Linked DNA regions of Mus musculus: all the other regions are linked to region 2. The links are chromatin contacts, called in public Hi-C, HiChIP or PLAC-seq and promoter capture Hi-C maps. All regions are on one chromosome and are shown on one strand. The core of a region is the stretch at or near the end of the contact, and the rest is flanking DNA. Distances in the headings are between cores, read along the strand shown. Region 1 overlaps Banp (BTG3 associated nuclear protein). Region 2 holds the start of Zfpm1 (zinc finger protein, multitype 1). Region 3 overlaps Car5a (carbonic anhydrase 5a, mitochondrial). Region 4 overlaps Banp (BTG3 associated nuclear protein). Region 5 holds the start of Galns (galactosamine (N-acetyl)-6-sulfate sulfatase). Region 6 holds the start of A530010L16Rik (RIKEN cDNA A530010L16 gene). Region 7 holds the start of Klhdc4 (kelch domain containing 4).

Evidence for each region. Promoter capture Hi-C pulls out the DNA fragments that hold promoters and counts their contacts. Hi-C and Micro-C count contacts between places; a contact is called where the count stands out from the background. HiChIP or PLAC-seq counts read pairs in DNA pulled down with a chosen protein or histone mark.
Region 1: a contact with region 2 is called in an H3K4me3 HiChIP or PLAC-seq map of forebrain, with 4 times the contacts expected there. The contact joins the enhancer-like site here to the promoter of Zfpm1 in region 2. A contact is called at or near these places in 5 of 39 promoter capture datasets (the 3T3-L1 cell line, cranial neural crest, embryonic stem cells and 1 more), 1 of 15 datasets of contacts at CTCF or cohesin (the NIH/3T3 cell line), 1 of 484 Hi-C or Micro-C datasets (bone marrow-derived macrophages) and 4 of 115 datasets of contacts at active chromatin or transcription factors (SST interneurons, embryonic forebrain, embryonic stem cells and 1 more).
Region 3: an H3K4me3 HiChIP or PLAC-seq map of embryonic forebrain shows a contact between it and region 2, with 4 times the contacts expected there. The contact joins the enhancer-like site here to the promoter of Zfpm1 in region 2. A contact is called at or near these places in 4 of 39 promoter capture datasets (cranial neural crest, erythroid cells, hippocampal neurons and 1 more), 2 of 484 Hi-C or Micro-C datasets (the N1E-115 cell line and embryonic stem cells), 17 of 115 datasets of contacts at active chromatin or transcription factors (the NIH/3T3 cell line, bone marrow-derived macrophages, effector CD8 T cells and 11 more) and 1 of 9 other capture datasets (adipose tissue).
Region 4: a contact with region 2 is called in an H3K27ac HiChIP or PLAC-seq map of the NIH/3T3 cell line, with 4 times the contacts expected there. The contact joins the enhancer-like site here to the promoter of Zfpm1 in region 2. A contact is called at or near these places in 10 of 39 promoter capture datasets (the C10 cell line, the SN4741 cell line, cranial neural crest and 7 more), 1 of 15 datasets of contacts at CTCF or cohesin (the NIH/3T3 cell line), 6 of 484 Hi-C or Micro-C datasets (the G1E-ER4 cell line, the P5424 cell line, bone marrow-derived macrophages and 3 more), 14 of 115 datasets of contacts at active chromatin or transcription factors (the HPC-7 cell line, the NIH/3T3 cell line, the SCID.adh cell line and 11 more) and 1 of 9 other capture datasets (pancreatic islet).
Region 5: a Hi-C map of CD8 T cells shows a contact between it and region 2, with 4 times the contacts expected there. The contact joins the promoter of Galns here to the promoter of Zfpm1 in region 2. A contact is called at or near these places in 7 of 39 promoter capture datasets (the C10 cell line, cranial neural crest, embryonic stem cells and 3 more), 29 of 484 Hi-C or Micro-C datasets (B cells, the Ba/F3 cell line, CD4 T cells and 15 more), 5 of 115 datasets of contacts at active chromatin or transcription factors (embryonic stem cells, extraembryonic endoderm stem cells, regulatory T cells and 1 more) and 1 of 9 other capture datasets (liver).
Region 6: a promoter capture Hi-C map of embryonic stem cells shows a contact between it and region 2, with 2.3 times the contacts expected there. The contact joins the promoter of A530010L16Rik here to the promoter of Zfpm1 in region 2. A contact is called at or near these places in 4 of 39 promoter capture datasets (embryonic stem cells, neutrophils, pre-B cells and 1 more), 1 of 484 Hi-C or Micro-C datasets (the G1E-ER4 cell line) and 1 of 115 datasets of contacts at active chromatin or transcription factors (memory CD8 T cells).
Region 7: a contact with region 2 is called in an H3K4me3 HiChIP or PLAC-seq map of the SCID.adh cell line, with 11 read pairs. The contact joins the promoter of Klhdc4 here to the promoter of Zfpm1 in region 2. A contact is called at or near these places in 1 of 484 Hi-C or Micro-C datasets (B cells) and 3 of 115 datasets of contacts at active chromatin or transcription factors (the SCID.adh cell line, embryonic stem cells and memory CD8 T cells).

Annotation. Positions count from the first base shown.
Region 1 is chr8:122,020,309-122,024,285 of GRCm38.p6, forward strand. Banp (BTG3 associated nuclear protein) reads left to right here. Exons shown (of 14, transcript NM_016812.4): 12 at 211-336; 13 at 3,695-3,838. Among named protein-coding and RNA genes, the nearest start is that of Mir7237, 44 kb to the left of the region's middle. Within about 2 kb of position 2,148, at least 64 of the 459 cell types and tissues checked have an H3K27ac peak or open chromatin away from gene starts, as enhancers often do. A contact at or near this core is called in SST interneurons, bone marrow-derived macrophages and forebrain, where this site is marked.
Region 2 is chr8:122,280,034-122,283,623 of GRCm38.p6, forward strand. It overlaps Zfpm1 (zinc finger protein, multitype 1), which reads left to right and starts at 2,108. Exons shown (of 10, transcript NM_009569.4): 1 at 2,108-2,489. The coding sequence starts at 2,450. All of the region lies in intron 1 of Gm39269 (a long non-coding RNA gene), which reads right to left. RefSeq lists an enhancer at 2,722-2,965.
Region 3 is chr8:121,934,197-121,938,211 of GRCm38.p6, forward strand. All of the region lies in intron 2 of Car5a (carbonic anhydrase 5a, mitochondrial), which reads right to left. Among named protein-coding and RNA genes, the nearest start is that of Car5a, 8.7 kb to the right of the region's middle. Within about 2 kb of position 1,280, at least 72 of the 459 cell types and tissues checked have an H3K27ac peak or open chromatin away from gene starts, as enhancers often do. A contact at or near this core is called in the N1E-115 cell line, embryonic forebrain and stem cell-derived neural progenitor cells, where this site is marked.
Region 4 is chr8:121,989,309-121,993,209 of GRCm38.p6, forward strand. It overlaps Banp (BTG3 associated nuclear protein), which reads left to right. Exons shown (of 14, transcript NM_016812.4): 5 at 647-763; 6 at 2,220-2,395. Among named protein-coding and RNA genes, the nearest start is that of Mir7237, 13 kb to the left of the region's middle. Within about 2 kb of position 1,728, at least 51 of the 459 cell types and tissues checked have an H3K27ac peak or open chromatin away from gene starts, as enhancers often do. A contact at or near this core is called in the NIH/3T3 cell line and fibro-adipogenic progenitors, where this site is marked.
Region 5 is chr8:122,609,923-122,613,638 of GRCm38.p6, forward strand. It overlaps Galns (galactosamine (N-acetyl)-6-sulfate sulfatase), which reads right to left and starts at 1,565. Exons shown (of 14, transcript NM_016722.4): 1 at 1,306-1,565. The coding sequence starts at 1,416. Trappc2l (trafficking protein particle complex 2-like) reads left to right here and starts at 1,704. Exons shown (of 5, transcript NM_021502.2): 1 at 1,704-1,771; 2 at 3,144-3,316. The coding sequence starts at 1,739.
Region 6 is chr8:122,760,766-122,764,384 of GRCm38.p6, forward strand. A530010L16Rik (RIKEN cDNA A530010L16 gene) reads right to left here and starts at 1,996. Exons shown (of 3, transcript NR_151739.1): 1 at 1,889-1,996; 2 at 1,167-1,409; 3 at 245-639.
Region 7 is chr8:121,827,814-121,831,607 of GRCm38.p6, forward strand. It overlaps Klhdc4 (kelch domain containing 4), which reads right to left and starts at 1,756. Exons shown (of 12, transcript NM_145605.2): 1 at 1,569-1,756. The coding sequence starts at 1,667. It overlaps Gm24283 (a small nuclear RNA gene), which reads left to right and starts at 2,623; the gene lies at 2,623-2,729.

The DNA of each region.
Region 1 (3,977 bases), core at 898-3,397, 260 kb before region 2:
AAATGTAACATGATTGGGGAACTGGTTATGTCATAACTCCTAACTTGGGGTTTCCAAATGTGGCCTGGCTTCTGAGTTACCAGGAGATAGCAAACCAGGCAGCCACAGTGTATCAGCACCTCTCCTTTTCCTACCTCTTCCCCACAAGGTGGGATCTGTGGCTTGACAAGTCCCTGCAGAGCCTATAGCCCCCATTCTGATCTCTTCCAGTCGTGGGGCCTGTGCCAGAATCCCATTCCTGTCAGCGGTGACTCAGTGGCCCAGGCTAATCCCTCCCAGCTTTGGCCTCTGGGAGGAGACACACTTGATCTGCCTGCTGGAAATGAAATGATCCAGGTTTGTAAGTGTTTCTTGTCGGGAGATGTGGGTGGCCTGACCAGTGTTTTCCAGGGACCTTGAAAGAAGGGTCAGGTCAGAGCTCTGGACAGCAGGCACGTCCTGCTTGCCATAGGTCCTTACAGAGCCTGTGCCACACACTAAGCCCAGGCTTACAGAGGCTGCCACAATGACTGCCACTGTCTATGCTGAATCCCACAGAGGCCTGAGGCTAAGAGCTTGCTTGGGCAGCCAGAGACATCAGAGTGGAGGTGCATGTTAGGGGTTTGGCATTGCTGACAAGGTCACTGTGAACAGGCATGGACTTTACATGCAGATGTGTGCATGTGCACATCTATGACCACATGTGTCTTAAGACATGTGTATAGGCATACGAAACAATTGATGGCATATGAAGACATATGGCTTGATGAATGGCCATTAAGTCAGGCCCATCTGCTGAGCTTGGAGCCTTCGTCCCACGGAGCCTTTCATTCTTGGAGACAGGGCCATTCTGCTATTGCAGCAGTTCTGGTGTTTGTGTCCTTTCCTTCCTTCTGAAGCTGCTGCTTCTGCTGTTCAAGGAACCCCCCCCCCCTCCCACTGCCTGTCCTTGGGTTACCCTGGTGGATGGCCCAGGGTAGGTCAGGGGAGACAGCCAGGTACACGTGGGCCAAAGATCCTCCATAGACACTGTCCTGTCTGTTTGACCTCAGGTTCTTGCAGTGAGACTAGGAAGCTCCGGGGACTCAGATGCTGTGTGGGAAATGTTCATCTGTCTGTAGAGCATGGCTTCGCTAGCCTGCAGGGTTGGCAGAGAAGCATGTGGGACCCAATAAGATCCACAAGAACTGCTGAGTAAAGAGAGCAGGAGGTATTCTGGGTAAATGCAGGGGAAGAGAGAGCCCAAGCTGCCCTGCCTACCCATGAAAGGTCAAGAGTCTGGAAGAGCCAAGGCTCTAACCAAGTCTGCCACCAATGGCCGTCCCCAAACAGGAGCTCTTGCTTGCTCTTTCCTAAATATAAAATTCTAGGTTTTGTTTCACGTTGACCTGCTTGGTCAGATGAAGCAGAGCACCAGGCCTGGAGAAATGTAGTTCTGAGCACAGACGATGACCTTGCCTACAAGTCAGTGTGAAGGAGAAACCCAAGGGCTCTGTCAGTGACTCTTAGAAGACTGGATCATTGTACTCTGTTCAGGCTTTTCCCTCTGCAAGGGGCCTAGCTTAATCTAAAACCAGGAGCCTTTACTGTCAGCCAGCTGTTGGGCAACTCAGCATCTGTTGCCCTGCTCTGCTCTGAAGAGGGAGGGTGTGGCCAGTAGCATTGTGCAGCAGCTGTGCCAGAGTGGGTGTGGAATAGGGAACGCTGAGGTTTTGGGGGCAGAAGTACCAGGCAAGTGTTTATGTGGACTTTTGAGCTTGCCTGGAAACCAGAGCCCAGATGTGTGTTTGCACACCCTCTTTCCTTTTAATTAACCTGAGTTTAAGCACCTAGAGAGGGCCGAGGGCCAGCTCCCCTGTGTTTGCATAGCCCACTGCCTGTCACCATGGCCCATGGAGATTCCTGTCCTCCTATGCCCAGATGTTGACATACAGAAAAGCATCAGTAAGCAGGTTCAGGGAGGTGTGTCTGGAGGGCTGTCTGTGTGCAGGGACAGGCTGTCACTGCTGCTGCTGTCTCTTGACTCTTCCCTGAGCAGAGTCTGTCAGGTCCTCCATAGGTGCGCGGACTCACACTGGAAGTGAGATGACCCAGAAGCCACTGCACTCTCCAGGAAAGAGGTAGAGCGACCACTTCCCAAAGACATGCCAAGAGTCCTTAGGAAAGAGCCACTTCCTGATTCTGTCACTGCAGCCCATCTGACGGAGTTCAGCAGCAGTTGCCAAGGGGACAGCTATATTCAGTCTTTTGGCAGTCATTTCCCCAAATAGTTCTCACTTTTTCTTAGCTATTCAAAAATGTTAAAAAGGGCTTTTCAGTCATTAAAAAAAGTACCCCCCCCTCAATATTTTCCCACTACCGTGAACCTGAGTGTGTTTTCGTTTGGCAGACCCTCATTAGCATAAGAGACACTGTCCTCGATTGCAGTGTGTCCTTTAAAAAGGCACATGTCATCTGACAGCACAGCTCTTCTTAGAAGTTGACTGGGTGTTTGTGCTGCTGTCTCTGCTTGTGGGGAACCACATGGTCTTCTCCATACCAAAGGGTGGTGTGCCATCATGCCACAGGAGCCTCCAATATGGGCATTCCGTCCACTGCTGTTCTTGCCTGCCTGGGACTGTACAACACTGATGAGGGCGGGGCCCATGGTTCCTGGCAACTGTGAAGGAGCAGATGGAGGCTCTGCATTGCCTGCCTCGAGCCCCCTGCCCAGTTGTGTGAGCACCAGGTGTGGTTTGTGGGAAGTGAATCAGTGGTAAGAATATCCAGGGCTGGGGTCACCCCAAGGGTCACCCTGAGTTTAGTCCCTCCTCCAGGTCCATTCTGAGGCAGGGTCACTAGTTATACAGGGTCAGGATGCTGGAAGGATGCAGCTAAGAAGGACCGAGGGGTCTGTTCTGTAGTGACTTGCTCCTGGTGTCTCTGCTTATACCCTCCCCACAGCCTGTTTACCTCTCACTCTCCCCACCACAGTAGCTCTTCCCTTCTCTCTCTCTCTCTCTCTCTCTCTCTCTCTCTCTCTGTCTGTGTGTGTGTGTGTGTGTGTGTGTGTATACGCACACAGAGGTGGATGGTATCCTCATCTGTCTTTACCTTTTTCCTGAGACAAGCTTTCTCACTGAACCTGCAGCTCACTATTTTGGCTAGGCTGGATGGTGAGCTAGCTCCAGCAATCTTCCTGTTTGGGTTACAGGCTAGCTCCAGCAGTCTTCCTGTTTGGGTTACAGGCATACACAGCTGCCCTTGATTTGTGTGGATGCTGAAGCTCCAAACTCACGTCCTCATGCTTGCATACAAGCAGTCTACCCACCGAGCCATCTCTGCAGCCTCCCTCTCCTTTTGCTTCTCTATCTAAAGTTATTGGCTCCACATGGGCTCTGTCCAGGGCTTTGTTAAGCTCTTCTGCCGTCTTCAGTGTGCCCGTGCAGGCTTCAAGTTCTAGCTTATTTGTTTTGACACGGGCTTTAAAAGACTAATGCCTGTGTGTCACAAGGGTGTTTCTGCAAGACTTGAGTGTGAATGTGGCATATTTCATGACAGTCGAAGACTCAACACTCACATAAGCAGACGTCTCTCTGCACTGGGCAGTGAGGCTCCATTGCACTTACATCCATGCTGCAGGCCTGGGGGCCTCCTGCTGCTCCAGGACCTGAAGAGGATAGGGGTCTGCTGACCCGAGCTCCACTGACCAGCCTGGCTTTGTCCCCAACCCCAGGTACTGCAGGGTGCTCAGCTCATAGCCGTGGCCTCTTCAGACCCTGCTGCTACAGGAGTAGATGGGTCGCCTCTCCAGGGCAGTGACATTCAGGTTCAGTATGTCCAGCTGGCGCCTGTGAGTGACCACACAGCCGCAGCGCAGGTGAGTCCTGTCCCTCCCGGTCCCACCAGCCTCCCTAGTAGATACTGAACTTGGGCTTGTCTGACATACCTGTAGACCCAGGAACCCTTGTCAAGAGGCATACAGGTCTGAATCAGGCGTGGGGCTTCTGTTTACTCTT
Region 2 (3,590 bases), core at 858-3,357:
TTGTAAAGTGCTCTTCCCTTAAGAAGATGGAAATAGACAAATTATGCCTTGTCCAGTTCGTAAGCATCTTGGGGCTACTAGACTGAGAAGACCCAGCCAATGTGGGGACCCCAGCTATAGAAGGATGGCTCCTCTGAGAAGAGCTAGAAAGCCAGACAGCCTTGTACAAATCTTGGATCTGGGCCTTGGTGTTCCTGTATGACCAACAGAGGGGGCAGCATTCAGTCCCACTAGCCAGTCCTGCACAGTGCCCTTCACTGAGTGTACAGGGTGTCAGGGAAGAGGCGACCACCTCTCTCTTCTTTGCAAGGACCTCAGTATCAGAAGCTGTAAAGAAATAGGTCTCATACCCAGAACGCCTGGTACCTGGCATCTGGCAAACTTCCAAGGGGACATGGATGGTGACAGTTGTACCAACCGAAGACTGCCTACCAGGTAGGTGGGGGACCATGTGTCTTCTCTGTGGAGACCTTTCTGATTCTCTGTGTGCTATGAAGAGAGGCAGTAGACATCAACGGTGCCCATTTGGTTTGCTTTGGATGAGGACATGACCCCATCCGAAGCTGCGTTGATCTTGTGCATGTCTCAAGTTTCAATATCCTCACAGAACAAGAGGCACATTCTTGACCTGGGTCTGGAGCACACTGCGTGGGCACTGGAAACCTGCCTCCTTAGGCTGTGACAGCAGAGGAAGCTGGGGGAATGGGGGAACACCTCCTTGGCAGATGTTCACTGTGGCATCGGCTGCGGTTAAACAAGGCCAGCTGACCTCTGGCTCCTCCCGGATTTCCGGGCAGGTCTGAGTTCAAGAAGGAAAAACCTGAGGTTCCCTCCCCTCCCCTCCAATTAGGCATAAGACTGAACCACTTGAGGCTACCCACAGTCATCGGAAGCTGCAAATCTCATACTGAAGCTTCCTTCTGGATCAGAGTCTCTGTCAACTTTCAAAGTCCAGCAAAAATTTAGTGTCCAGGCCTCGGGCATCCAGACCCCACTGCTGGCTCCCTGAAAGGCACAGCTTCAAGGGGCAGCACAACTTAAGCCATGGGGGCGGAGCTCCAGAGCGGAGGGGCAGGGCCAGACAAGCTAGGGGCCTGTGCCGCGGGGCTGCTGCACAGGTCTCCAAGGGGCAGAACAGGTCTCCAAGTCCTAAATAGGCCTGCGGACATAACCTCAGGAAACTACAACTAACTAAGAAGGCTAGAGGTCTATCTAGAAACGAGGGTGGGAATTCGGGACAAGGCCGGCGCGACCTGGGGCCAGCCCAGGGGCCAGCCCGGAGGAGGTGAGGACAAAGCTGAGGATTGGACAGACGTGGGCAAGGCCTGTGTTGGGGGCGGGGAAGGACCAGGCCTGTGCGAAGGACTACGGAGCAGAGGCGGGGCCAGGGAGAAGGCGGGCCTACGGAGGCGTGGCGAAGGCAAAGAAGGAGGAGACGTGGGCGGAGCCAGCACCTGGAAGGGCGGGTTGTGGGCGTGGCCAGCAGGGTGGCAAGGAATACAGGGGCGGAGCCCGTGGGAAGGACTAGTAAAGGGGCGGGATCAGTTTGAGGACAGCTGAGGCTGTGCTCTTGTGAGGAGGACGAGCAAAGGGAGTCAACAAGAGAGTGTAGCTGAGGAGCAGGGTCACTGTGAGGGCGGGGCAGGGGCAGGGACAACGTGGGGAGGACAACTGATAGGCGGGATCAGGGTAATAAGGTTGCTGAGGGACAGGGTCGACGAAAGGAGGACGGCTGAGGAGCGGGGGTCAATGTGAGGAGGACGGCTGAGGGGCGGGGTCAACGCGAGGAGGGACGGCCGAAGGGCGGGACCAATGTGGGAAGAATCGGCTGAAGGGCGGGGTCAGCGCGAGGAGCACAGATGAGGGGTGGAGCCAGCGCGAGGACAGAAGGCCCGGCCCAGGCTGGGTGAGTACGCGGAAGTCGGTGCAAGCAGAGAAAAGACGAGCGCTAGTTTGGGGCGGGGCCAGTGGGAAGGACGGCCTGAGGGCGGGGTCAGCACGGGTGGGAAGGCGCTACCGCGGAGGACGGTCCGGGGCGTGGCGAGAGGCGGGGCCCGCCGCCAGCTACGCGAAGGCCCCGCCCGCCTGGCCAGCCTGCGGGGAGCGCCCTGGCGGCGGCCGCCGGTTCGCCGCTCGCGGCTCGCAGGTTCCATTGAGAAAAGCTGAGCGGCGGCGGCGGCGGCGTCTGCGCCGGAGCAGAGAAGCCGCCACCAGCCCGCCGCCCGCCGGGCAGTCCGCGCGCCCGAGCGCAGGGCCGTGGCCTCGGGCCTCCGCGGCGGCGCCGGCGGCCCACGCGCGGCGCGGCGGGCTGGGGGCGCGGGCCGAGGCAGCCGTGGAGCCCGCGGGCCGGGGGCATGAGCCGCCCCGCTACCCCGCCGCGCCCCTGCCGCCCGCCGCCGCCCGCCAGGGGCTAGAGGCGGCCGCCGCGAGGGCGCGCGGCGCCGGAGACATGTCCAGGAGGAAACAGAGCAATCCCCGGCAGATCAAGCGTGAGTCAAACTTTGCCCGTGGTGCCCGCCAGACCCCCGCTGGCGCCCCGCCGCCCCGCGCCGCCCCTGCGCGGCCGCCCAACCCCGCTGCGCCCGCGACCTTCACCCCGCGCCGCGCCCCCCGCGCCGAGTGCCAAGCGCGCCGTAATCTAATCTCTGCCGGCGGGCAGGGCCCCCGCGTCTCAGCATGGGCACCCAGGGGGTCCGGGCCCCAGAGAGGGTGGCGGGTCCCGAGAGCCGGAAGGAGAGTGTCTGGGGGCGCGGCTCCAGCAGAGCCGGGCCACCTCGCAGCCTGCACCTCCCCCGCATCCGAGATGGTGCGGCGATAGGGCGGCCCCGATCTGGGCTCAGATAAAGTTTAAAATATTCCATTCTGCAAGTCCCATCCTGATAAGATCGCTCTGTCGGGACGGGCTGAAATTGTGATCTTATCTGGCGTGCTTGACTCTCCCAGGCTTTGTATCTAGAGGCAGAAGGAGAAAGACCTGGGAGTAAGGGGGACTTGGGACTGCGGGGACCGGCCGGCGCCCACCGCAGCGCTTTGGCTGCAGAGCGACAAGGCAGCGGAATAGGTAGTGGAGGCTGCTCCAACCTAGGCATTTGGCACTGGCTGACCAAACCCCCTTTATCCGCTCCGGCTCTGGAGTTTTCGATCCGACCTCTGCCTGCTGGGGGACATGTGGAGATCCGACCCACCAACTGCCCCTAACAACGCTACACGAATGGATGCCCATGGGCACCGCTCTCTCCACCTCCATCCGAGGGGTTATCCTGAACCATCCAGGGACCTCAGGCACTCAAACGTTGTTCCCGAGTGAAGTTTCTCGCAGGTTCTCCCGTGGGCACTTTCCCGAGCAAGGCAGACCCTATAATCCTACATCATCCGTGCCCCCCTACAGTAAGACCCTCCTGGGCTCTTGGGGCTACCAGGTTGCGGGGCCTCTTGGCTGCTCTAGGAGCGAGTAAGCACACAGGAAGAGCTCCTCCCCACGCCACACCAATAATAACTTCGCGCCTCTCCCGGCAGGGCGCGGGGCTTCCTCCCCGGAGCTTCCCTTTGGCGAGAGCGACAGGTCATCTGGGCTGCCCAGGAGGTGACGG
Region 3 (4,015 bases), core at 30-2,529, 350 kb before region 2:
GGTGGCACACACCTGCCATCCCAGGTCTCAGGAGACTGAGGCAGAGGACATTTTGAGTTTTGAGTCTCATAGTGACTCCCAGTTGGTTTCAGTGAGTCCTAGTCAAAAGACCAAGAAAGACAAAGAAAAAAAGATGGAAGGAAGAAAGAAGGGAGCCAGCATCCCCTAGAAGAGGCTCTTCTGAGTACTTGTCTCTCCTTGGCTTTATGAAACATCTTGAATTCACCAATCTACACCTTCCTGGTCAGGCTCAGGGATCCATCCCTGGAGCCTTCTCTCTAATGGAGATGCCCTAGAAGGCATCCCACTTAGCTATGACCGTGGAGGGCTATCTTGGAGCTTGGGGTCTGTTGAGAGACACGGTAGAGACCAGAAAAATGAGGAAGGAGGCCTGGCTGCTGCTCTCCTTGCCTCATTTCCAGGTCACCTGTCCAGGCAGGAGCCTCCATTTGTCTGGTGCTTCCTCTTGGTTTGTTTTGTCAGGCAGGGCCTTTCTCTGACCTGCAACTGGTGACCCCTGGTGGACAGAAGTAAAATCTGAGAGCTCTAAGTTTACAAGCTGACCCTGGGAGTCAGGCCTGTGGTGGCCAGCAGCAGCAGTTTTGGACTTGGGCTCCTTTGGGATCTCTTGGCTTTGGTGGCGACTGTCAGTTGTCACCTAGAGGAGCAGAGGCCATGGTGGACTGTGAAAATATTCGGGGAAGTTTTACAGGCAAAGCCTGGGGGCTCTGGCAGCCCCCAGCAAGCTAGGCTCAGCCCCTCCTCCCTAAAATCCCACTTAAAGATATTTTCACAGATCATACAGAGAAAGGAACTGTTTTCAGTGTTGCCAACAACCACCCTTGGGACCTGACAGGAGGCTTGGGTTTAAATATGCAAAGAGTATAAATATGCAGAGACTCTGTGACCTACCCAGCAGTGACCTTCCACTGTCTCAGCTCATCTCTCTACAGGGGGGGAGGGGGAGAGTTTGGGGGGAGGCTGATGCCAGGATTCAGCCTTTCCCTTCCTGTGTGGAATTCCTGGGGAAAATATAATTCTCTGTTGTGCTTTGTTTCCACAGTCTGATGGCTGAAGCATCCCCTTCAGACTGTCTTCTTTCTTTCCAGGATTGTTACAGAGTAACTTCAGCGGCAGCTGTTCTCTGGGCATCACCAATACATAGTTGCTTGTACTGACTGAGTAGGTCTTAGTGACCACATCCACTGTGACCAGAGAAAGCCCACCCTGAGCTCTGGGCTAATGTCTGCTTCCTGCTTCTTGGCGGTCCCTCTAGTGGACAGCATCACAAGGGCATGCAGCCAGCACTTGGCTGGGACCACAGCAGGCGAAGAAGAGGTCCTCTGCTGAATGCTTAATCCTTTGGCAGGGTTCCAGGTACCCAGGTTTTCAATGCCTCCTTTCAGTTCCGTGGAGCCAGCCTGCGACTTCAGTAACAAAGGAGACTGACGGTCTGGCTGATCTTACACCATCCACCGGTGAGTAGAGTAATACTCTCTCGGATACACACACTCTCTGCTGCCCATGGCCCAGTTTGCTGCTTGGAGCATCATTTCATGCTCCCCCCAATCTCATCCCTATCCCCAGGAAAGAAGATGAGCCACCTGCAAGTGTGAAACTTACATGGTGAGCTGGCTCACGTGGGGCTCAGCAGTGCTGAGCCTCCGGGCCTGGCTGCTATGTCCGGGGTGGCTCCCCTTCATCCCTCTGTCCTCTGCTTCCATCTGTTTCTCTCCACCATCTCTCTGCTGCCCCCCCCCCCAGGCCTTTGGATTGGTGGTCTTCAGCCATTTGAATGTAGTACCTGCCTCTGCAGTTCATCCCTCTAACAATCTACAAGAGACTGCATCCCTTACCTCCTGGAAGGCTTCCTCTGCCTTCTCTGACTTCCTGGGCAACTGTCTGATGCCTCCTGATGGTTTGTGACTACAGTTGCTGGCACTTGGCAAAACAGAGACCCAAACAATCACACTTTCCATAAAACTGCCTCCACACCCCGTGCCTCCCATCCACTTAGGTACCTCAGGAGACGGACACTTCTGCTCTTTCTTTTCCATCCAGTTTTCCTTTTCTTTTCTTTATTTGTTTTAAGTGGAAGGTTCATTTCCTCATTCTGGCTGGAAACTTTTCTGTGGTGTCTTGCCCTCCACCCCCCCCCCCCTTGGCGTTTTCCATCCTCTGCTCCTGATTTCCGATGGACTCAAATGGAAGGGACAGAAAAATGTAGAAAGCGAGCCAGGCGAGGAGGGAAGGCGCAGGATGGATACAGTGAAAGCAGACTGGCCCGGGCCGATGCGAGCCAAGGATGCGCTGTTAGTTTATGTGATGGAAGACACCCAGATGGTTCTTTCCATCTGTCTGCGCAGGGTGGGGAGCATCCTTTTGATCCAGATGAGGAAGGTGGTGACGCCAGGGGTGGGGTCAGGCTGAGGTCAAACTGGAAGGCTGCTGTCCACCCACAGTGCAAGGCTGCGGGCCTTGGAGCAATCAAGTTATGGATGAGCCAAGGTCAGCGGGGTTAAGAGAGTGAGGATCCCTAACAGTCGGCTTTCTCTCCCCAGCCACACTTCTGGGAGCCAGGCCTCGATGTCCCGTGAGAGGATACTTTCCCCTCTCTCGTGCACATTTTGCTTCAAGTCAGGGTCACCCTTAGGTTGGCTGCACACTGGTGGGAACTGCTGTGCTTGGCCATCAGCAGTGGAACATGGAGCCATCACCAGAGCCAGGACTATTGACAGACCTCTCTTCTCCCAGGGTTCTTTTGGGAGGTGGCGCCAACCAGAGGCCACCCCATTTTGTTACCTCTAGGAAATCCACCCAGGGAGTCATTTGTCACCCTGGACCCTGCTGTGCTAGGCTTTTCTGGATTGACACCAACGATGTTCCCTCTTCTTTGCTTAAAATGGCTGTAGTTTCTGCAGTGCACAACCAAAAGAAGTCTGAACTGACAGGACAAGCAGCTCCCCGGGGAAAGAGCCTGAGATTAAAGCCCTAGAATGGGGCTGGAGGGATGGCTCAGTGGTTAAGAGCACTGGCTGCTCTTCCAGAGGTCCTGAGTTCAATTCCCAGCAACCACATGGTGGCTCACAACCATCTGTAATGGGATCTGACGCCCTCTTCTGGTGTGTCTGAAGACAGAGAGAGTGTCCTCACTTACATAAAAAATAACATAAAATAAAATAAATACATCTTTAAAGGCCTAGAATGTCCTGGAACTTTAGCCCTGGGGAGGTTGAGGCAAAAGGACCAAGAGATCAAGGTCAAGAGGTGAGGCTAGTCTTGGGGTGGGAGGAGGTGAGAGTTGGAGTAGGTGGTGGTGAGTTAGGGGTTGGGGGCTAGGAGGTGGGGGGAGAGTGAACTCAGAGGTGTGAGACGGAGAGGGGCCAGTAGAGGCAGTAGATGCGACCAGCCAGTCCTGACCCCCAGAGTGACTTGAGAATCATCTCCCAACTCCATCACCAGAGAACCCTGGAACTTGAAGGCAAAATTTGCAACAACCATACCAAGGTGAGCAACACGTCTGCAGGATGTGGCTCTTATGCCCCTGCCCAGCCCCAGAAACCCCCCTGCCAACCCTCACCTGCCTTCACTGGTCTGTTTTTTTCCCTCTATCCTGGGAGGGGAAAGGTTTCATCCTCATGACTCAGGTGACTGCTGGTCAAACACTTTCTCCCCCTCTAGTGAGCACCACCTCCCAGTTCTGCTCAGGGTCCCCTTTGTCGAGTCTGTGACGTCATGGAAGAGAAGAGCAGCAGCTGTGTTAGTTGCTTGTAGATTCCTGAGACCCAGTACCTCACAGAGGCGACTTAAGATTTTGCTTTGGGTCTACTTTGGCTGGCAGTTTTCAGTGGGTACAATGCATAGTGTCGGGGAAGGATGGCAGAGCAGTTCCGAACTGGCAGGAGCACAGAGGAGAAAGAAGCCAGGGCTGGGGAGATGGCTCAGCCACACAATCCCGAGGATCTAGTCCCCAGGGACTCACGTAAAAAGCAAGGTATGCTGTTGGTGCACAGAA
Region 4 (3,901 bases), core at 478-2,977, 290 kb before region 2:
GAGCTGAGCTGGTTCAGTGGGTTAGCTCATGCCTCTGCAAGCACGGAGGTCTGAGATTAAATCCCTAACACTCTCATAAACAGCCAGGCATGGCAGTGCATGTCTCAGCAAGGGGACCGGGACAGGCAGATCCCACGCAGGCTTGCTGATTTACCAGCCTCGCTGAATGGACTAGGTTACTCTTCAGTGATAGACCTTGTCTGAAATGAATGAGGCAGTGGAGGAAAACTCCCGCTCCCTGCTCTGGACTCTGCACACAACTCCTATGCATGCAGTGCACACACGCACCCCACACATACACATCACACATTACACACCCAAGGGGAAAGTGAAGAGGATCCTGTTTCCATGTAAACCTGTTGCTGAGATGGCTTGCAGGTGCGTAGGACAGGAGGGTGCCTTAGCCTGTCCTGCCCACTCTGTTAAATGTTCACAGCCCACTCTGCCCAAATTATGCATTTGGGCCAACCAAGAATACCAACCAGCAGGAAGCTGGAGAAGCCCAGCTCCAGCTTAGCTGTTCTGGCCTGGGCTCCGCTTTCCGCTGCGGCCCCAGGAGCCGACCGTGTTAAATGATGCATGTGCTCTGACAATGAACGTTGTGGTTTTAAGGTCTTCTTTTTCTTGTGATTCTTTTGTTTCATAGCGTCGTCCCCCAGACTACAGTAATACTCAACAATGATCGGCAGAACGCCATTGTAGCCAAGATGGAAGACCCATTGAGCAACAGGGCACCGGATTCCCTGGAAAATATCATTAGCAAGTCAGTAGCCATCACCACCCCACCTCCCCTGCCACTGCCATGAGGATAAGTGAGCATTCCTGAGCCAGGGTTCAGTCTGAGCACATGTCCATGTCTGTAGTCACAGGGTCCATTCCGTTAGCAGCCACCATAGTTTTTAGGTCAGGAAGGGCCAGCCTGGTGCTTAGCAATGGTGGGGTGAGACAGTCCAAGGGGTGGGCAGCTGTGAGAACCGCTGGGCTGGATCTGGTTTGTGAAGAGGCTCGATAGTTAGTGCGTGTGGTCAGCTGACCACCCCATCTGCCTGCTCTGCGGTTGAGCCTCTCCTCAGTTGGCAAATGATGTACTTGTGTCGAGTTGTGACTTTTTCTCTCATCCCCATCTTTTGAGATGTGTTGAATGGAACTTCCATCAGAAATGAAAGTGTACAAGAGCCATGCCCCGTGGGGGCCTCTGCCCGTGGCTCTGTCACTGCCTCAGGAAAGCTTGGTCACCTTTAATTACTGGCAGTATTCTCACAGATTCCTGTCTTGCTTTTTTTCTCTGTGGGGTGTAGCTCCTTCCAGCTTTGTTCTGGCTTCTTGTCCTGGACCAGTTCTCTAGGCAACAGGAGGCCTAGGGCTGCTGTGTGTGCTGTGTGGAGTGCTGGAGGCCTGCCACTCTGTTGGGGCGAGGATGTGCCTCCTGGCCCGCACTGAGGCCACGGGTGTGGAGTGTTGAGGAGCCAGTTCACCGTGGGTAGTTCTGTGGGGTCAAGTTCAGGAAGGGCCTCCTGCCTCTGGGGCTGGCCGGAGTTTTAAGGCCCCTTTGACTTTGCTGATGGGAGCTAGAGCTTTGCTTCCTCTGTGCTGTGTAGTAGTCATGGTCCACAGTGTTAACAGTCATTCAGAAAACAAATCAGTCCTGGGCCTTTTGAGCACTTTCTGCTGCCAGCTGTTTGGCTGCTGCTGCACTTCAGGGCCTGCACCGAGAATGGCTCCCAGAGGACTCCTGGCATCCTCATGGCCTTGGAAGTTGATTCTAGGGTTTGTCTGTGGGAGTCATAGGGAGTGTGGAGGTGTTTTGGAGGCTGAGTCATCTTGGGTGTCTGACAGCGTGGGTGATGATGGATGGATGGAGATTCTCTGACACATGATGACCATTATGCATGTGAGGATGGCCTCTAAGATCTGGAAGCCGGATTCTAGGCTGAGTCTCAGGGAGTTGTGGTTTTACTTATTTCGTGCTGTTCATATTTTTAAGCAGTTGCTTTATATTATGTGTCTTCTTGGTCTCAGACTTTCTGTGTTACGTTGCTGCTCATCTCCATGGAGGGTGTGTGTGGGGACATACCGCATGTTGGGGGACCCACCTTGTACATTGGTCCATGCTCAGCTAGACACTGGGATAAGTCCACATAGCAGCGGGAGTCAGGGCTATCTCAGTGTACCACTCATGTCCTCTCACAGCCTGGGCTGCTGTGTTTGTTTCCCGCCAGCGCTGTTCCTGGGCGTCGGCAGAACACCATCGTGGTGAAAGTGCCTGGTCAGGACGACAGCCACAACGAAGATGGGGAGAGCGGGTCAGAGGCCAGTGACTCCGTGTCTAACTGTGGCCAGCCAGGAAGCCAGAACATTGGAAGCAACGTCACACTCATCACCCTGAACTCCGAAGGTGCGTTCCTAGGACTGTCATAGTTGTGTCTGTGTTGTTCTTCTGGAAGGGGTGTGGCTCACTGTTGGCAAGAAGGGGGTGTGGCTTACTGTTGACAGGAAGAGACAGTGATGAAGAGAGTTAAGCAGCTGGCATTCCACTGTGGCTGCCAGCACCTGTGCCCGTCTCCCTGCGCCTGTGCCTCTCTCAAGTTCCTGGCATGTCTGTGATGGGGTTGCCTTCTTGGATGGCCTGCTTCCTGAGGAAAAGTAGCTTTCATGACCATGCCCCTGAGGCCGCCACTGTCCTTGGCATTTCTCTGTAGGCTTCCAGAGGCCGTTGCTATGCTTAGGGTGTACAGTCTTCTTGGGTTGGGCTGCCTCTGTGTTGGAGATCTGCGAGTAGCCAGGAAGATCAATGCGGGGGCTGCCTTCCCTCGGCTCCTCCCCGGGATTTCCTGGGGTCCCCATGGTGGGGCAGGCTCTTCTTCCTTGAAGAGTCTGAAGTACCTCCTTGCTTCTAACTAATTTACAGGGATGTTTCGAGAAAGGAAGGAGCTCTGACTGACTGAGCTGTGTGCAAATCCCACGCATAGACTTTGTGTACCTGTGAGAGGCTTCTGTCTCCTCATCTAAATGACTGGGTTTTCCTATAAGCGCTTTTTTTTCCGATTTAATGAAGATTTTGCTCTTAGGTATGTTACTGTATCTGAAATTGCAGTGTTAGGAGTTGAAGCTAGGCACCACATACTGATGGTTTTACAGTTCACGGTCTAGCAGTTGCTAAAATGGAGATTGTCGTTCCCAAGAGTTTGTGTGCTAAGAGTTTGACCGCGGTCATGGCTCTGTTGCTCAGAGGTAAACCTTCCATGGGGTGAGCCACTGAGGCAGTTCCTGAGGAGGAGTGGGGCCCTGGCCCCATGTGGCCTTTCCTTTTGTGTCTCAGGTCCACGGGATGAATAGCCTCCTCTACCACAGGCTTCCTCCATGATGACTGGCTCCCACAGGGCCAGTGACCATGGACTGAGGAAAGCTTTCCTCCTTAGAAACTATCTGTCACAGTGACAGAAACAGGGTTAGTTTAGCCATGTTTATCCACCGTATTTGTCTAAATCTAGAAAGGTTTTTTTTTTTTTTACCACCCCCATAAGAATCCTCTGCCCAGTTAGTCACTCGCCACCCTCAGCAGCACTGTAGCTGTTGATGGTCTTGTGTGACGGAGAGTCTTCTGAGCACTGTGGCTCTCTAACGAGTGTGTGGAGACGATGGCATCATTATTAAGTGACTGCTGCATGTGGACTGTCAGGCAGGACAGTGGCTCCCTTCAGACTCATTGCCCACTAGCTTTGGCAGTTCTGAACTCTAACCTGTGGGACTAACCAGTCATAGTCTTGGATTTGCCCCAGGGTAGCTGCTCAACAGGGAGTGTTAGGTCATGTGGCTCATGCCATAGAAGAATTATTGATCAGGTGTGCTGTGGAGGGTGTGTTTGTAGGCTTTAGTCCTTTTGGCCCCCGTTCAGAGCCAA
Region 5 (3,716 bases), core at 315-2,814, 330 kb after region 2:
AGTCAGTACTTCTGGATCAAACCAGTGGAAACAAACAAACCGAGCCAGTGCGATTTGGCCCTAAAACGACTTAATACTGAAAGGCACTATATATGTATGAAATCTCTCTCTATATATAGATCTTCAGTACTGCTCATTACTGTGCAAAGTCTGCTATTAGTGACCAGGACAGGAGCCAGAGAAGCCAGACATCCATTGTGTGAACAGTCAGCATCCACAAAGAACGGGAAGCTGGAAGGGGTTTCCTGCAGTGGCTTCTGGGTGGTGGGACTTATGTACAGGACTTTTTAGATCTGTATTTTTCTTAGTAATAAAAAACTACTAAGCTAATGTTTATCAAGTGGGATGTTTACTTTCTTTTTCTCCTATTAAGTCTCTAAAATTGGAATGGCGAGATGGCTCAGAAGGTAAGAGCACTGACGAGTTCAAATCCCAACAACCACATGGTGGCTCACATCCACTCATAATGAGATCTGACACCCTCTTCTGGTGTGTCTGAAGACAGCGACAGTGTACTTATCTATAATAATAAATAAATCTTTTTTTAAAAGTCTCTAAAATTCAACTTATTTTACATATATAGCACCTCTCCATTCTGATGGGCCCACAGATCGCTAGACAGCATCCCTCTCCCCTTTTTGAGGAGGTAAGTGTGGATCAGCACAGGTCTGAAGGCCCTGCAGAGGGCTGGTTTGGCTATTAATTAGCCTCGGCCGGTATTAGCCTCTGATTTGTTTCAAATCATCCTGAACTGGATGTGACTCTGATTCTAACAATAGCCAACAGATGTCACTCCACAGTGTGTGTCTGGGGGTGGGGGGGTGGGGGTGGAGGTGGGGCTGGCAGGCTGAGACTGCGAGGAAGGCACAGTCCATCTAGTTCTGTTTGGATAGTTCCATCTGACTTAGTGTTCTACATGACTGATTTCTAAGCTTTCATGTCACTTCAGGGCGACAGATTTCTCAGACAGGGACACTGAGGGAGATATGCCCCAGGGCAGAATTCATAAATGACCACAGGCTGCACTCGCAGGTGACATTCTATGCCTGACTTTGTGGTCAGAGTTCCCCCAGAGGTCAGGCTGGAGGTGGGCACCAAGGCAGGGCCACCTGTTGAGGGGAGGAGAATGTCAGCCCGCTCTCGGGAGGGGAAGTAGGAAGAAAAGGGCCTCCCTGAACACCTACCCCCACTGCGGAAACAGTGAAAGATGTGACACCGGGCTCTGGGCCTCCCTCGGGTCACTGCTCATCCGCCGTGTGGCTGCCCTGTGTCTTCCGTGTCCCCCCGCCGCGTGGCCCCACTTACATCGTCCATGAGCAGTAGCACGATGTTGGGGGGCTGCGGAGCACCTGCGGCCAAGAGTCCTAGGGCACTCAGTACCAGCAGCAGCTGCTGGGCTGCGGTACAGGCCGCCATAGCAAACCAAGCTCCCGCTGAGGAGTCAAGACCCAGTCCCAAGCCTGCCGCGGTTCCTTTTGGACTGTAGGGCGGGCCCTGGCGGCAGAATGAGAGGAGGGGCAGGGCCACGGAGAAAAGAAGAGGGAGAGGTGGGGCCTAGGCTGTCTGAGTGACAAGGGAGTGGGCTGGGCCTTACGGGAAAGGGGCGGGACCAAGGCCGGACCTGAGAGTCTGGGCGGAGCCATGGTAGAGAGAGGCGGGCTCTGAGCCTCGGTGGGAGGAGAATGGGCGGGGCCTGCCTCCACATCGGGTCACATGATGTGGCGCACAGCCTGCCAATATGGCGGTGTGCATCGCGGTGATCGCCAAGGAGGTGCGTGAGAGGCTGCGGGCGGCGGGCGGCGGGCGGCGGGCGGCGGGCCTCCTTCCAGCCATGGTCTTGATCTTTTCAACTCTGAGCTCCAAGCCTCAGCCAAGCCCTATGATCAGGATCCTTCCGGCTCGCTTTCGCTGACAGCTGACAGCCGTCCGCCGCCAGTTTGCAGGCCTCCGCCTCCGGGTTTTGAGATCCCCCGGGAAGCTTAGCTGGTCGCTGCAGCCTGCCACCCGTCGCTCTACGCGTTCTTTTCACGGCCTCAGCTGCCTTCCGCGTCCGGTCTTTCTGCCCCGCCTTCCGGACCGTCCCCTGGCTGCCCAGCCGGCGCTATTTAAATATAAGCCTGGCGCGGCTCAAGTCAGCCTAGAATCCAAGTGCTTTTCTTTGCCTTAGGATAGTCCCCTTCATGTCTTTTGCACCCTTCTACTCCACCGTGAAGGCCTGCAAACCTCTAGACAGCATCCCTCTCCCCTTTGTACCCTCTATTCCCAACTGTCATCTTGCTGGCCAACATATATATTCATTTCTTTCCGGAAAGCTGTTTATGGATGCTAAGACAGCTCCAGAGGGCCACAATATCCTGTTGCATGAAGCCTGTATCCCTATTAGGCTTTTTCTGAGATCTGCCATTAGGGATTAGACTGCTGTGAAGCTGTCAGTATGAAAGAGGGAGTTATACCCCCAGGAGGCCACCAAAACCAAAACTCATGTCATAGGCAGCTGCTGCTTTGATAAACTCAGGAGGAGGAAGTCCAGTATCTATGCTGAAGGGTCCTGATTTGGAGACTCATTCAATGTCTCGAAGCACTGAGAACAGACCACTACCCTAGTGTGGCACGTTAAGAAATAGCTAGTGCCCCTGCTGTTAGGATGACACTACAGAGTGTGCTGGTGGTTGAGGCAGAGGTGATCCTAGGAAGAGAAGTGTCAGGGTATGTTGTTAGGCTGTGCTCAGGTTGGCATTCCGGAGTCATTTCTGCTCACTTCCTGCCCCTGTGCATTTGTCTCTACTGCTTCCACCCTCCCTTCCTCCTCCTTTCTGGTACAGGTGAGAGAACTAGGGCTTAATGCTGCGACTCAAGCACTCCACTACGGAGTTACATCTCTGGTCCCATATTGCTTTTCTTTTTGGCACTGGGAATTGGACTTAGTGCCCTGTGCATGTCAGGCAAGTGCCACACCACCCAGTTTTATCTTTATAGTCCACTCTCTGCAGACAGTCTTCCTTAGGTTCAGTTATGTCGCTGAAGGCAGCATGCCACAGTGCATTAAGCAGTAGAGAGTCATTGTCAGGCTGAGAGCACACGAGTGCTTTGACTTTGCCCTTAGAGCCCGAACTCACTGGGTGGGCTGCCATCTCTTCCTGCAGAATTACCCTCTGTACATCCGAAGCACTCCGACAGAGAGTGAGCTCAAGTTCCACTACATGGTGCACACGTCTCTGGATGTGGTAGACGAGAAGATCTCTGCCATGGGGAAAGCACTGGTGGACCAGAGGGAGCTGTACCTGGGCCTGCTCTACCCCACCGAGGACTACAAGGTGTATCCACCACTGCTCAGCACCCATCCTGCACTCACGGAGCAGGATCTGGGAGGAAACGCTGGCAAAGAAAACGTGTCAGGGGTTTCAGCTGGTCAGGCAGGCAGGTGGCCCGAAGCTAATGGAAGCCTCTGGACATTGTCTCCCTTTAATTGGAAGAGTCCCTGGAAAAGCAAGTCTGAGCATCCAGGAGGATGCAAGTTGACATAGTGGGAATCTGGGCTTCTCTGGGCTCACTAGAGGCCACCAACTTTGAATCAAGGGCGATTGTTTCATGATACTGTTGTTAGGCTCAGTCTCGTGTGACGCTGTAAATTCTTGGCCATTCCTTTTGGACAAATGATTAAGACCATAGAATCCAAGGACATTCACATGGGGATTAATTGTAGCCTATCCACAGTG
Region 6 (3,619 bases), core at 746-3,245, 480 kb after region 2:
TTCCTGGCACTGTGGAATGTTCTTTGATGTGTGTCTCCATTCAGGATCCCTCATATCTGTATTCTGTCTCTACCCACAGATGCTGGACAAACGTCAGTATGACTGGGCAGCTGTGGCAGTCTGGGCATGCCTACTTGGTAACACCAAGAATGCCCTTCATTCTAGGCCTGGTGTCATCACTGTCCCCCTGATGCCTCACGGTTGGTGATTTACCCTATAAAAAAGTACAGGTGACTCTTAGGGGAATGTTTAAGAGACGAAGAAATACTCTTATTATTTAAAAACCAGGAAGTAAAACACATCTCTTACGCAGCCCCTCTAGAGAAGCCCCAACTTTCTTGGCCCCTGATCAAGATTTTGACCTTTACCATCCAGCACTTCCTTGTGGGGACCCTCCTCTCAGGGAAATCTTGTGTGTTTCTGAGGTCTGTTATTAAAGAGAACGGTGCCGGGGCTGTAAGGACGGCTGTTCTCAGGGCACTTCATAGCAGGAGTCACAGAGCCATGGACAGTGGTGGCTCGAGCTGGCTGCTGCTTCTTGCTGGTGCTTTGCATCATCAGAGCCATGGAGATGCAAGACTGGGAGAGATGGCAGTGGGCGACTTCAATGAGCTCCCAGTGCTCCAGAAGCAGGAAATCCTGGGGACAGCAGACAACCAGCCAATCAAAGGTAGGCTGGTCTGCTGTGTCAGGGTGAAGGCATGAACTTGGCGGGTGACAGAGGGAGGGGGCACCCAGGAGGTTCTGCAGAGGGACGCCTAAAGGTGCTCATATGGTAAAAAGCCTGAAAGCCGCTAGATTTTCCCATCAAAATAGAGGGTCCCTTGCTCTTCCTGGGTTTATCTGAAGACATCTAAAGTCATCTCTGGCTTTTCTCTCAAGCTTTAGAGAGGGTGATATTCCTGGTTTGAAGCCAGTCCTAGCTATAGACTTCCCTGAACCCTCCTGAACAAGAGTCTCAGAACAGAGCAGGACCCTGGCCTTAAAGGGACAGTTTCCCTCATGTGACGGAGCCCCAGGCAGACTCCTCTCTCTGGACATGGAGGAGACTAAGTATGTCCCAGCTCTGGTGTCTCTCTTTTCTCCCCACTTTTTCAGAAGTATCCCCTGTTCAGAGCAGCACCCCCTTAGAATATGCTGACCTGAATTCTGAGGTCGCATCCTACCTTTCCCCCAACCAAGTGTCAGTGCACGCCATGCCTGCTGGGGCACAGGTGGGAGTGGGGGGCATGAGAAGCTTGGTGACAGCTTGGTGACCATGTGCACAGCTGGGAGCAGGTGTCCTCTGTGCTCTGGCCTCAAGCTCCTCTTCCTTCATCACAAGCAGCAAGGCAGGTCTCTGTGGGCTTCCACACCAGAGAGTGCTCTTTGAAAAGATGATGTCAGCCTCTGAAACCTGTATGGGGGACCTGGGACAACCCATAGAAGACCAGAGACATGGCTGAAAGACAAACCAAAGTAGCCAGGACCATGGCCCCAGGTGTCATCCAGGCCAAGAAAGGACACCCAGGGGGACTCAGAGACGTGGCTTGGGGACAATGAGCTGAGCTTAGTAAAAGGTGAACGTCTGTCCTGCATTCCCTGCCCACCCATCCTGTATCATGTGACTACAGAAAGCCAAGTGGCATGAGAGACACAAGTTGCCCAGGGCCAGTCTACAGGAAGGGGCTCATCCATCAGCCCTGAGTCTGACCCAGGTGCCACTGGTCCAGTGGGGGAAGGGGACACAGGACGGTCCCTGAGCTTGGCCCAGACTAGGATCTGGCTCTTGGGCCTATGCTAAGCCTCAGAGTCCTGGCCACTTTCTGGCTCTACCTCTGCCCCACATCCCGTAGTCTGCACAGCTCAGGCTTATCTACTCTGCCTCTGCCATGTAAGGGCACCTCACCTCATTTACCGGTTCTGTCAGCCTGGGCAGGAGCCAGTCAGTGGCGCATCACACACAGAATCAAGATGGCTACCTGGTCCAGCTGCCCCGGACAGCTTGCATTCTCTCAAGCTCAGTCTTCTGGCCTGCCAGTGAGAACAGTTCCAGGTTCCTGTTCCTCTCCCGGTGCAGGCAGCCATCCCCCCAGCTGCCGCTGCTTCCTCTCCCCAGGAGCTGCCAGGCCACGTGGACACCCATGGAGAAAACACTATGAGGTCTTTTCAACGGCTTTCTCAACTACACAAATCCGCCGTGAGCAGAACGCAATGCTGGGACACTACCTCAGGGACAGCCTCTCCATTGCTGCCTCAGGCTCTGTCAAACTTGGCCGGAACCCAGCCTCACTCCCAGAAGCCTTCCTGTGGCCTCTTCTGGAAGCACCTCAGGCTTCAAGAACAAGAAAAACTAGGGCCACAACCTGCTAGAGGCTCTACCTCTGCCAGACCACTCTGCTTCTGCAATACCGACCTCCCCTTTCACTCCTGTAGAAAGGCCTGTTCCTTCTAGCGCCAGATAAGGATATCACAGAGCTAGGGCTGCTATAGATTTTCATGGCTCCAAATCATAGTCTCCGTAGGCAGGCAAGAAGCCTGGGAGCTGGCTGTTGGTCCTCCTCTGAAGGGTTAAGACCTCCAGGCTGCATCTGTAGCCAGATGCATGAATAACAGAGGTGCTGTCCCCAGCCAGGCCACTCTGCAGGCCCCAGCCAGGCCAGACTTTTTCCAGGCCTCGGGCCTCAGGTTCCCGGAGGGTTACCACAACTGTTCCAGAACAGAAGCGTTCAGTGTGTGGGTGTTGGAATGTTCCACCACCGTGCCGGGTGCCCCCCACCCCCACCCAGGGGACCGGGAAGTGAAATTGCTCAGTCTGCGTTGGGTGTGGCAGTCTGGGGTGGGGGGTTGGGTGTTTGACTTCACCCGGAAGATTATTATCACGGGAAGTAAGGCGGCCGGCCTATTTTTTTTTTCTTTTGAGACAATATCTTGCTACGTAGCCCAGGCTGGCCTCAAACGCGTGATCCTCCTGCCTGGAATTACACATAAACATCACCATACCCTAAGAATCGTCCTCTGGAGCCGAGGACAAATGTAGTACTAGCCCATGGGCTCCTCAACCGAGAGGGACTCTGTGCCGGCCTGAGTTTCACAACACCCTCCGCATCTTGGTTGGTCTTCTTTGAGACTCCCTCTGAGGTGGACCCTGAGGGTCAGCGGAGGAGAGGGAGAAACTGCATCTTGAACACGTTGGAAGCTGGCTTGTTTGAGACATCCCCCCACCCCTCCCGCGTGCCCTTTATAATGGCACACCTAGGTGTCTGTCCCAGCCCACTATGGTGACAAACAAAGCTGTCTTCCCCTGAGCTGAAGAAAGTTTTGTTTAAATATTTATTTATGCTGGAGAGATGGCTCAGTGGTTAAGAGCACTGACTGCTCTTCCAGAGGTCCTGAGTTCAATTCCCAGCAACCACATGGTGGCTCACAACCATCTGTAACGGGATCTGATGCCCTCTCTGGTAGATAGATACAGTGTACCCATATACATAAAATGAATATTTATGTGTGTGCACTCTAGTGTACGTGTGACAATCAAAGGACAGTTTGCAGAAATTGTCTCTCTCTGTTCAATCCCGTGGGTCCTAGGGAGCCAATTCAGGTCATCAAACTTGATGGCACGTAACCACCGAGCCAAACA
Region 7 (3,794 bases), core at 506-3,005, 450 kb before region 2:
TTGCTTACTGGTTTCCAGCTCCTATTCCCATGCTAAGATATGGGCTCCATGAGAACAGGCCTTGAGTCCTTTAGACCAGTGCCTGAATGACAGGGTCGGTGCTAACCTGCGGGCTACCACTCGACAGCCCCTACCTACGTCCCAGCTGTCACCACAGACCTGGACACTAAGGCAACAAGCATGCTGGCCAGCACTGAAACCAAACTTTCCCACACCCACACAGTGCCCACTCCCCTGAGTTTACTAGGGTGTCCAAGTTTGCTTTCTATTGCTGTGATCAAAAGCAACCGGGAAGGAGAGGGTTTATCTCACCTTACAGCTTACATTCCATCCTGAAAGGAAGTTAGAGCAGGAACCCCAGGGGCAGGAGATGAAGCAGAGACCAAGGCGGATAGCTGCTTCTTGGCTAGTTTGCTGTAGCTTGCTCAGCTTTTTTCTTAACGACCCAGTGCCACCTGCCCAGGTATGGGTTAGATCTTCCAATACCAATCACTAATCAAGACAATACCCCCACAGATTTGCCTAGAAGCAGGTTTTTAAAAATGCGTTATTTCATATGTGTAGGCGTCTTGCCAGAATGTGTGCCTGGTGCCCACAAAGGCCAGAGACCTGTGAGCTCCCAGATGGGTCCACAGAATAAAACCTGGATCCTCTGGAAGAGCAACATATGCTCTTAACAGCTGAGCCATCTCTCCAGCTCCACACAGGCCAATCTTATGGAGGTATATTCTCAATTGAGGTTCCCTCTTCCAAGGTTATGAGGAGGGGAGCCCAGGAAGTCCTGTGCCTGGCAGACCACTGAGCTAAACGTGGCCATCAAAGCTGCCTCCATAGTTTCTTGGGTCAGAAAGCCCTAAGACAACAGCAAGCACGGTGCTTGAACTTCCGCACAGATCCACCTGTAGGTCCTGGGATAATCAATGCCTATAAGAATATGAGTGAAGGTCACAACCAAATGTCCTGAAACACCGCAGTTTCAGTGACTTGTCTGGTTACTAAATCCTGCTGATGGTGGCACGCCTTTAATTCCAGCACTCCACTCGGGAGGTAGAAGCAGCGGGAGTTCTCTCAGTTCAAGACCAGCCTGGTCAACAGAGTGACTTCCAGGACAGAGAAACCCTGTCTCGAAAACCAACAGACACAACCCCCAAATTCCTACTCGTGGCTCACTCCCTGAGGCTGCTGGAAGAAAATCTGCTCTCCTTTTAGGGCTGGGGGCTGGGGAGTGGGGACAGGCGCAGGACCGTTACGGCTTTACTCCCGGAACGCAGACCTGGACCAAGCAGGAATCACCCAGCTTCACTTCTCCTCTACTAAGCCCCACCACGTTGCTTTACTCTGCCCACAGAAAGGTAAGCACGCGGAACCGAACAGGACAGATCTGGTCTTCCATGGAAGAGAGGGCGACCGGATAAACGAGGAGTTTCGGGACTGCAAAGGGACCCGAGAGAGGAGAGGCCCGGGGGCACCGGGCTCGGCGCAGGCCCGAAGCCACCCAGGGACACCGGGCGCAACCCCGCCTCCGGGTCTCCCGCCCGCGATCGCACGCCGCTCCGGGCCCCGCTCACCTCCTCCTTCCGCGAGCGCTTGGACACCTTCTTCTCCATCTTGGCGGCCGTCTTCTCCGCGCCGCGGCCCTTCTTCTCCTTCTTTCCCTTCTTGCCCATCGCGCCGATTCGGAAGCGGCGCCCGGGAGACAACCGGAGGCAAATGAATGATGATGTTCTGCCGGGCCGGAAACGAGCGGCGCGCTATAGGAGGCTCACTTCCTGTCCTTTGCTCTGGTGTTCCGTGGAGCAGCCGATCCCACCAGTACTTTGGGTCCGTCTCGGGCCGCGTGAGTAGGGAGCCGCTCCGCTGGCACACCAGCAAGCTGCGTGACTCTAAACGAGACGCGAGCATGTGGGATGCTGACCGCCTCATCCCACAGAGGAATTTCCACGTACTTAGGGATTCCTGACATGAATTAAGGCAGCCCTCTTTCCCTATCCCATGTAAAATGTGCCAGGACCTGTCAGGCCCTCCCGCAGTGCCTTTGCCCTTCTGCTGGCGATGCTTCACTGGACCAGCATGTCCCTCCATTGGGAGACCCGGGCTGGTGATGGGTATCTGTACTCCCGACGGTGCTTGATTTACGGTCTGGCAGATACGTAATAGGAAAATATGCTCCCGGGTTTGACCTAAATGGTACAGTGGAAGAGGGACCCGCGGTTTTGAAAGAGCAGAGTGCATTGCCTAGAGGGTGTCGTCTTTGAGCTGTAATCAAGGAATGGCGCAAAATAAGGACAAGGGCAAGCAAAATACTGGCAAAGGGAACACATAGACGAGGAACTAATCTTCTTTCTCGGTGGGAACGCTGCCAAAGCACAGCCTTTAAAGAAACTGCCTTGGATCGGGCCAACCACTAATCATTGACGCTCTGAGGAGGCGGGAGCTCCCAATTCAGTTCCAGGTTTTTCCATAAACCTAGTTCTTAAGAAGAAAACTTGCTTTTGAGGAAAACAATGGTGTTGTGTGGTTTCTTTCTTTCTTTCTTTTCTTTCTTTTTTTTTTTTTTTTTCCTGAAGAGATACACAGAATCAACTTTTCACCCCAAACAGGACGTCAACAGATAAAAGAAATGTGCTCGCGTTGGCAGCAGATATGCTAACATTGGAATGATACAGGGATTGTTAGCATGGCCCCTGCGAAAGAATAGCACGCAAATGCATGATGCGTTCCATCATTTTTCTTATGTCTTTTTGGAGACAAGGTTTCTCTCTGTAGCTTTGGCTGCCCTGGAACTCACTCTGTAAAGCAGGCTGGCCTCGAACTCACAGAGATCTGCCTGCCTCTGCCTTCCGAGTGATGGGATTAAAGGTGTGTGCCACTGCCCAACTTCATTCCATACTTTTCAAAGATGAAATTGAAATTGTCTTCAGAAAGCTCATCTCAGCTAGAACCTATCTGTAGAGTTATCCCAGGTGTGCATCCCTTAACAGCCCTATCTCACTCCCAAAGGAAAAGCCAATCAGGGGGTATTTTTACCATCCAAAAGCCGCTGTTTGTGTTTGTGGTGGTAGGGTATCAAGGTGGAGTTTGGTGAGGGGAAAGAATCTGATTAAAATATATTTTATACAAACACACACACACACACAAACCAAAAAACAGCTGGGCAGTGATAGCACAGCCTTGAATCCTGGCACTCAGGAAGCAGAGATAGTTGGATCTCTATGAATTCAAGGCCAGCCTGATCTATAAAGAGAGTTTCAGGACAGCCAAGGCCACACAGAGAAAACCCTCTATCATAAAAAAATATAGATAGATAGATAGATACATAGATAGATACATAGATAGATACATAGATAGATACAAGAGAGAGAGAGAGAGAGAGAGAGAGAGATCTAAAAGACCAAAGAAATTATTCCAAGTCCAGTAGCTTGGACTCAGTAGCTTGTTGAAGTACTGAGTTGTTTGTTTTGATTTACAGGAGCACAGGTGACTCGAAGGCAGCCACGTCTCATAAACGTCTCACCTAGCATGGGTGGATGAGGAATTTATAAACATTGTATCACTGGTACCCAAGCCACCTCCCACCTCCTGTACAGCCTGGCACTAAGCTCCTGGCAGCTGAGGCGGCTGAGCGAGGAGCGGTTGGAGTCTCTAGTGAGAGTCTGTGGTCGCCCCTTCCTTCTGCAGGAGAAAATGAAAAGACCCAATGTTGTAAGAGGCTATTAACATTCTCCACTGTTCGCAATATATAGCACTGTTCCTTCTTCAGGGCTGAAAGGGAAAGTATATCCTCTGCGGAAGAT